Linked DNA regions of Mus musculus: region 2 is linked to region 1. The links are chromatin contacts, called in public Hi-C maps. All regions are on one chromosome and are shown on one strand. The core of a region is the stretch at or near the end of the contact, and the rest is flanking DNA. Distances in the headings are between cores, read along the strand shown.

The links. Hi-C and Micro-C count contacts between places; a contact is called where the count stands out from the background.
Region 2: a contact with region 1 is called in a Hi-C map of the N1E-115 cell line, with 4 times the contacts expected there. The contact joins two enhancer-like sites. A contact is called at or near these places in 2 of 39 promoter capture datasets (the 3T3-L1 cell line and hippocampal neurons) and 21 of 484 Hi-C or Micro-C datasets (3T3-L1-derived adipocytes, the AML12 cell line, B cells and 15 more).

The regions. Positions count from the first base shown.
Region 1 is chr2:8,689,664-8,693,732 of GRCm38.p6, forward strand. No RefSeq gene overlaps it. Among named protein-coding and RNA genes, the nearest start is that of Gm30957, 260 kb to the right of the region's middle. Within about 2 kb of position 1,803, at least 6 of the 459 cell types and tissues checked have an H3K27ac peak or open chromatin away from gene starts, as enhancers often do. A contact at or near this core is called in the N1E-115 cell line, where this site is marked.
Region 2 is chr2:10,007,440-10,011,508 of GRCm38.p6, forward strand. All of the region lies in intron 2 of Taf3 (TATA-box binding protein associated factor 3), which reads right to left. Among named protein-coding and RNA genes, the nearest start is that of Taf3, 39 kb to the right of the region's middle. Within about 2 kb of position 1,997, at least 26 of the 459 cell types and tissues checked have an H3K27ac peak or open chromatin away from gene starts, as enhancers often do. A contact at or near this core is called in the N1E-115 cell line, where this site is marked.

The sequences.
Region 1 (4,069 bases), core at 553-3,052:
CTTCATGGGTCCTATACTTAAGGACTTATATACAACAGAAAACACACATGATGTAATGCAGACCAGCAGATCCCCAGTAACTTCTAAAATTAAAAAATATATAAATAAATAATAAAAGCTTATTTTCTGATTTTTTGAAAGAACCAGTGTCTCAGTTAAGCATTTGTGACACAGATTCAATCTTTCTGTTCACATTTATTTTGAAGATATTTCTCCTAAAATAATACTACTATTAATACTATCATTTCTAATACTACCCTGGATATATAAGTGACAAAGACAGAGGCAGCCTGACCAAAATGAGCTCAGAATCAAATACACTTGGGTTTCTAGAAACATTTTAATTTACTCGGTTATTATTTCGCACACATGCTTTATTGTGAGAGTTGCTCAGAGTGAAGGGTTCATGATTCTTTGCTCGCTCTCTCTCTCTCTCTCTCTCTCTCTCTCTTCTCTCTCTTTCTCTCTCTCTCTGTCTCTCTCTCTTCTCTCTTCTCTCTCTCTGTCTCTCTGTCTCTGTCTCTGTCTCTGTCTCTCTCTCTGTCTCTGTCTCTCTCTCTCTGTGTCTCTCTCTCTGTCTCTCTCTCTGTCTCTCTCTCTCTCTGTCTCTGTCTCTCTCTCTGTCTCTGTCTCTGTCTCTCTGTGTGTGTGTGTGTGTGTGTTGGTAAATGTGCATTTGTGCAAAGTGCATATGTCCTGGTCAGAGAACAACCTTCAGTCCTGAAGATCTTCTACTGTTTGCTTGAGATAAGGTCCTACAACAGCGTGGACTTCAGCATTTAGACCAGGTTAGGAGTCCCATGAGTGTCTTGGAAGTCCCTACTCTCCACCCCCCCAACTCTCAGAGCTGAGATTATAGATACAAGTCACGTCTCTTTATGTGGGTTTTGGGGATCTGAACTCATGCTTGCCAGGCAAGCCTTTACACCCTGAACTGTCCCCAGCAACCTCCTTTCTTTTATTGACTTTTGATTCCAAGGCACAGAAAACCTAAATAATTCTTACAGCAGTTTTCAGATATCAGATCCAAAGCTGGGCTGTATTCTTGTATGCTGCATCATATCTGAATTGGGTGTCAGCTGTACAATTTCTAAGTTCCTCCTCAATATTGATGTATTTACCAGGACGCCTATGTAAGGGAAACTCCTCTTCGATTTATGTTTAAACCCATTAGCATTTTTCATGTATGTAAATAGTGATTTCCAAATTATTTCATTTCTTCTTTTTATAGAATCTTTACCTGTTAGAGAAGCTCCATCATTCTAATTAGGCATGGCTATGATACTGTACACAAGCCACAAGCCTAAAAGTAGCATGAATGGAAATTAGGTATCCAAACCAGCACTTATGTATCTGTAGCTTGAAGGACACCCGGGCCACTTATGTAACAAAGGGTGAGAAAAACTGCTCCTCCTTTGGAGCTTTAATTTCAGTCAGGTTTGGGATCAGGCTTTGTTTGTTCCCTCCCGGGTCATTGTTGTAGGTGGTTTGTCTTGCCCTGTTCATCCGACGTCAGCTTTACAGTTTATTGCTCCAGTGATAAATTTTAATTTCTACTTATTTATTTTTGTTGTTGTTGTTCCTGGTGTATTTATTTTATTTGTTTCCACTGACTTGCAGACCAGGATGGCAATTGTTATATAGTAGTTTAGTTTTAAAAGAAATAAGACTGCTCAAGCAGCTAATACTGGAAGATGTATCACCAGCCTGAATAATTGTGACAACCATAGACCGTATCAGGGCCTGTTTGTTTGCACAATACCCTCCTGCATTAAGAAATCCGTCCCAGCTGTCTTGGGCTCCGGAGTCACCCATTTCATCACTTGACACTGCAGCAGATGTTATGGACTGATAACGGACCTCCCTTCATTCACTCCCCATCTAAGATTACCTCTAGAAAAAAAAAAACTAATACATTATAACCCTCCCAGCCATTTGTTAAAAAAAAAAATCAACAATATATTCTCCTCTTTAGCATTAAATGATTTTTTTCTTTCTTTCTCTTTAGATGCACACACTATATAAACATGAACATTTAACACATTTGTTGCATGGTTTTCGGTAGGCAAGACAAATCAGTGAAAGACAAGAATGTAATGATTTAATTGAATTACGGGCAGATCAGATTTAGAGTTGATGACTCCTGTCCCCATTATATTTGAAAGATGCTCTTTGCCTTTGGTGACAGACAGATGCCCTGTGTGCACAAGCTCATTTTAAATGAGGGTTTCTTTAATTCTGAAAAATCGAAGTAAGAGAGCTCAGCTAAGGGACTTAAGGGGAGAATAAAATCTGAATTAAGTTGAATGCATTTCTTAACTAATCATTAGAGTCTGCTCTTCAGTTGGGAAACTGGAGGATTTGAGTACATTTAACACAAAGAGGGCTGAACATTGATTAAAGATCACACAGGGGACAGTGAGGACTGACCACTGCTTAAAGACCATGCAGGAGGAGAGTGGGGACTTGCCATTGCTTAAAGATCATGACAAGCACAGGGAAAAATGGCCATTGCTTAAAGAACATGCCGGGGCAGTGAGGACTGGCCATTGCTTTAAAAAGTGAACACTTCTTGTAACCAGAATGCCTTAAGGAAACTGGGCATTAAAAACGAATAGACATATACAAACAACCTGTACATTAGATGAAAAAAAGGCTTTGTAAATGAAAACCATTACTCCACTGCGTGTGTTGCGGGAAAGTAAGGGGTGGAAACGTGTCTCAGGTAAAACTGCAGGTCATCTGTGGCATTTCATCATGAGTCACTGTTCCAGACCTTCAAGATTGCACCTTCAGGCAATTGTTTCCATCATTTTTTTCCTGCAGCCTTTTGACATAAAGGTAGACTCTCAATGACAACTGCCTGCTACAGAATTTAGTATATGCACACAGACACATCTGGCCACTGAGACCCATGCCGCTGAGATGCTCATGCTGTTTGGACCCATCCCATCTGCAGACACCAAACCCAGACACTATTACTGATGCCAAGAAGTGCTTGCTGAGAGGGGCCTGGAGTAGCTGTCTCCTGTAAGGCTCAGCCATAGCCTGACCAATACAGAAGCAGATGCTCATAGCCAAACATCGGATTGAGCACAGGGATCCCAATGGAGAAGTTAGGACAAGGACGGAAGAAGCTGAAGGGGTTTGCAGCCCCATAGGAAGAATAACAATATCAACTAATCAGACCCCCTCCCCTCAAGACCTCCCAGGGACTAACCCACAAACCAAAAAGTATACACGGGGAACCCATGGTTCCAGCTGACCATGTAGCAGAGGATAGCCTATCTGGCATCAATGGGAGAAGAGACCCTTGTTCCTGTGGAGGCTCCATGACTCAGCATAGGGTAATGCTAGGGCGCTGAGGCAGGGGTGAGTGGGAGGGTGAGAGAGCACCCTCATAGAGGCAGGGGGGGTATAGGGGGCTTCTGGAGGAGAAACTGGAAAGGGGGATAACATTTGTAATGTAAACAAACATAGCGATTTTTTTTCTTTTTTTTATTAGATATTTTCTTTATTTACACTTCAAATGCTATTCTTAAAGTTCCCTATACCCTCCCCCCCACCCCCCCACCCCGTCCTGCTCCCCTACCCACCCACTCCCACTTCTTGGCCTTGGAGTTCCCTTGAACTGGGGCATATAAAGTTTGCAAGACCAAGGGGCCTCTCTTCCCAATGATGGCCAACTAGGCCATCTTCTGCTACATATGCAGTTAGAGACGGGAGCTCTGGGGGTACTGGTTAGTTCATATTGTTTATAATAACCTTTTTTTTAAAAATCTTACTAGTGGGGGGAAAAAAGGAAAAAGAAAAGTGGGTTGTTTCAAATCTAGAAATGCATGGCCTGATGCTATAATTAGTAACTAAAATGTCCTCCATAAGTAAATAATTTTGATAATTTGGTGCCCAACGGGTGACTGTTTTGGAAGGTTAGAGAGTGTTTGGAAAATCAAACCTAGCTAGTGGAGATAGGTCACCACAGGTGTGTTTTGCCTGGTTTTCGTGATTCTGGTTCCCTTCCCTGCTTTCTGATGCTTTGCCACGAAGGAAGGCACATCCCACCTGCTCA
Region 2 (4,069 bases), core at 747-3,246, 1.3 Mb after region 1:
CTCCCTCTCACAGCACAGTCTAGAGGATCCAGAAAGAAATCACAGCTTTTTCTGTATGTGTGTTGAGGAAACATTGCTGTAGCTACACTGGTGGCTGTGTGGGCCACACTATCAGAACTAAGAAGCATACGACCCAAAGATCATCTTCTATAGAAATTTTTAAAGAAAATGCTAACAGTTTCTAGAAGGGTGCCAAGTATTTCTATAACTTTTACTTAAGTGGTCACATAAATGCATTAAGTACTGAGAGAGAAGGAGGGAGGAAAGAACACAAGAGGCACAATTCTGGGGCAATGAGTGACACGGTTTCCTGTGTAGGAATAAGAACACCTGAAATCAACACCGAAGTTGGTCCCAGTCTCCTTACCTCAATTATCCACTAAGAGAGGAAAAGTCCCCTTAAAGCAAGGAAAAGCCACCGACTGATCTCTAAAGGAGCAAGAGCGAAGAACATATATTTTAAGAAATTGAAAAGCATAAACTCATACAGCCATAACAAAATACGGAATCCCAAGGCTGTAAAGTCTGCAAAGCGTTGTTGTTACATAACGCTGGAGAAGAAAGCCCACCGAGACATGTAACTTCTCTAGAGCGTGTGCTTTCCAACTGTAATGTGGCCCCTGCATGGGGGCATCTAGCAGGATTGCTACCAAGAAAGAAAATAAATTCTAGGTACATTTGCCCTAAGGTGATGGTGGTCTTACCTGCAGAAAATGGAAACAAACAGACTCGAAACTCTATGAGAAAGGTATCAGAAGGGTGTTCCTCTGAGTTAAAAACAAACCAGTGAATGAGTCTGTGTCCTTCCTGTCTTCTCTGCCTGTCACACACTCAAGCAGCAGTTCTTACAAAGGGTTCCTCACAGCTCCTCGTACGGGTAGGATAGGTTTCCTTTCCCACCAGAGTTTCTCAGCTAAGGAAACCAAAATCTGTGGCGTGGCCCCTGGGTAAGATGGATATCTATACAAAGTCAAAAATGATTATTTTAACAAGGAAACTCAAGTTATGTTTTTAATTTATAAATGCCTTCTATAATATTTGTTCTCTTGGCATTTTCTTTAAAAAGAAAACCAAGCAGCTTCTCATACTTCATCAGTTTAACACTGGAGCTCACGGCTCACGGCTGCCCAAACGCTACTTTAATCGGTTCCTGTCTCTTTAAAAAGCCTGCATAATTAATGACACTTTTAGTGCCATTCAAATAAATAAAAACCAGTATGGGTATATTCCACATGACAAGCTTATAGCTTTAAAAATCATTAAGAACTTGGCAATAATATTTTCAGCGAATTTTACTATTGCCTATCGATCCTAATGCACTTGACTTATCTGTAGAGATAAAACTTATCTTGACCTTGCTGAATACAAACAGCCCAGACTAAAACCTGTGATAGCCTCTGTGGGCGAAAAGGCAGCGATAACCATTACAAGACAATACAGGCAAGTCCCCACATTCAATACAAATGCTCCAACAAAAGGAAATTTTGCTTTATTTCCTCTTTGGTTATAAGAAATAAGAAAGCAATGGTTTTATGCCTTCAGATAAACAACATTCAGTTATTTTTTTTTCTAACCTACCTAGTATATTTTAAACAAACAGCAAAGCCTCTGTCTTAAGAAGTCCCATGAAGTACAAAGGAGCAGGGGACCAACAGGGAAGAAACTGAATGTCTTCCTTTGGGGACAGCTATAACATCAGAAAAACTCTGTGAAAAACAGCAGAATCCTTCCTTACCATAGCCTGAAATTTTCAGCTTTCACTTTAGTTAAACTCAAATATCCTGAAATGACACCTCCAGTGACTGAGGCCTGAAAGATAGTTCCAAGTGTTTCCCTTTATGTTATGATAGTGCCCTTACACAGGCTCACTCTTCTCAAATGTTAACACAGTGTTTTGTTTTGTTTTTTAAAATCAGATTGTAAAGAGCTAAATCCGAGTGGAATGGCCCAGCCTACTTCCCAAGCCTGCACAGCAGGCAGGCGGCTGGGTGCAGAGGGAGCTCACATGAACCCACTTTCACTTCTAGGCGCCTCTCTGCAGACAGAGCTACCTGTGCCACCTCTGGCCTTGTAACTAAAGTACTTCATGAAGTTAAAGAAAATTCTCAGGAAAATGCTGATTCCTTCATTCTACAAGGCTACTCATAGTGCTAAGATTTCTGATTCTCAACTAAATTTCTCTTGCAACTTTAAAGCACAAAATGAAATAATTTCAAAATATTAGTCATAAAGTTTCAGTTCCAAAACTGAGAAAAGACGTTATAGTTTGGCCTTGAAATCAATTTCTTTGATTTTAGACTACTTGGGGAGGCAAACCATAAAGCTTACGAAGTGTGGCCGGCCGGCCCGGGCGCTTGAACTCCAGGCTGGGACTCTCTAGTCTCACTGCCCTCCAGAGCCTGCAGAGGCCAGGCCATGAGTACACATTTAGTCACTCCAAATGACATTTATGAGAGTTAAGCAAGAGAGGCAGTTTCAGCCACCTTTCCACATCACTCTTTAGTGGTTTGATAACTGTATCGATGGCATATGATTTTAAGGAAGCACGAAAGGAAAAGTTATTAGCAAACTTGCTAAGGTGATCAGTAGCTTGCATCAGCAGAGCACTAGCACAGAATTAGCGGTCCTGCTACTACGCCAGGCACCCGAACACTCCTCTTGACCATGGCATATTAACTCCACTGGAACCAAGAATTTTAAACGTTCCCTACTGGATAATTAGCTCGTAGGGCCTAAATGAAACCTAAAGTAATTTTTATACATTTCCATCTCCAGCATTGCTTAGTGTAGAGAAAAAGCAACACAACTTCCTATATTTTAATAGAGGGCAGTTTAGGCACTTAGCTATAGATGGAACACAGACTTAAAAAAATGCCATCCACAAACAAACTCTGCCACAAAGAATACGGCTCAACTGCTAATTATACAGAGAACGGATTTTAATTACATAGAGAATATTGCTTTTAAAAACACTGCAAATTGCAAAGGCAGACAAGGAGTTAGGGAAGCAATACATTTCTCTTGCGTTACAACAGTGCCCTCTACTGGCAGTTATAGAACCCTGCAGACATAAAGTATGACATTTTTATAGGGGGGAAAGGCCAGGAAGAACAGAAATCTTAGCACTATGAGTAGCCTTGTAGAATGAAGGAAGCAGCATTTTCTGAGAATTTTCTTTAACTTCATGAAGTACTTTAGTTACAAGGCCAGAGGTGGCACAGGTAGCTCTGTCTGCAGAGAGGCGCCTAGAAGTGAAAGTGGGTTCTTGTGAGCTCCCTCTGCACCCAGCCGCCTGCTTGCTGTGCAGGCTTGGGAAGCAGGCTGGGCCATTCCACTCGGATTTAGCTCTTTACTCTGATTTTCTTTTAAAAAAAAAAAAAAAGGCCAGGAAATTGTGCTGCTTTTAATGTAAATGATGAAATCCAACTTGTGTCACGTTAAACCTAAACCAATGTTTAACTTGACATATGAAAAGCCTTCTGATGAAATTTGTAGTTTTAAAACAACTGAATTCAAAGAATGTTTCCAACTATATATCTAGTTAAAGACAAACCACATTTAAGTGATAAATAGATATTAGAAATACTTCAACATTTCTTGGTAAAAAATTCAGAGAGCTAAAGAAACTAAGATCTCCAATTAAATGTATGAATATTTTTCTTGGCATGCCATAAAAGTCACCACCCAACTCATTAACAACAGGTCTTCAACAACAAATTATTGAAACCAATTCAGAGCAGAGACAATATATGACTTTACTTATTATCTCTTGTAACTAGAAATATTTCTTTAACACAAAAACCTGTTCCACAAGAACACCCTTTCTAGCCACACACAGTTGGTGATGGTAACAGCTATTACTAACAAAATAACCATGGAGCTATAGCTGGAACAACAAATCTAGATGTTTGTAGGAAATCACAATACAATCCTCTCCGTGACATTTATCAAAGCTTTGAATCTTACACTATCAGATAGGGAGGGCATTAAGAAATACTGCTTATGGCTGGGCAGTGGTGGCACAGCACTCAAGAGGCAGAGCCACGATGATAGCTGAGTTCCAGACCAC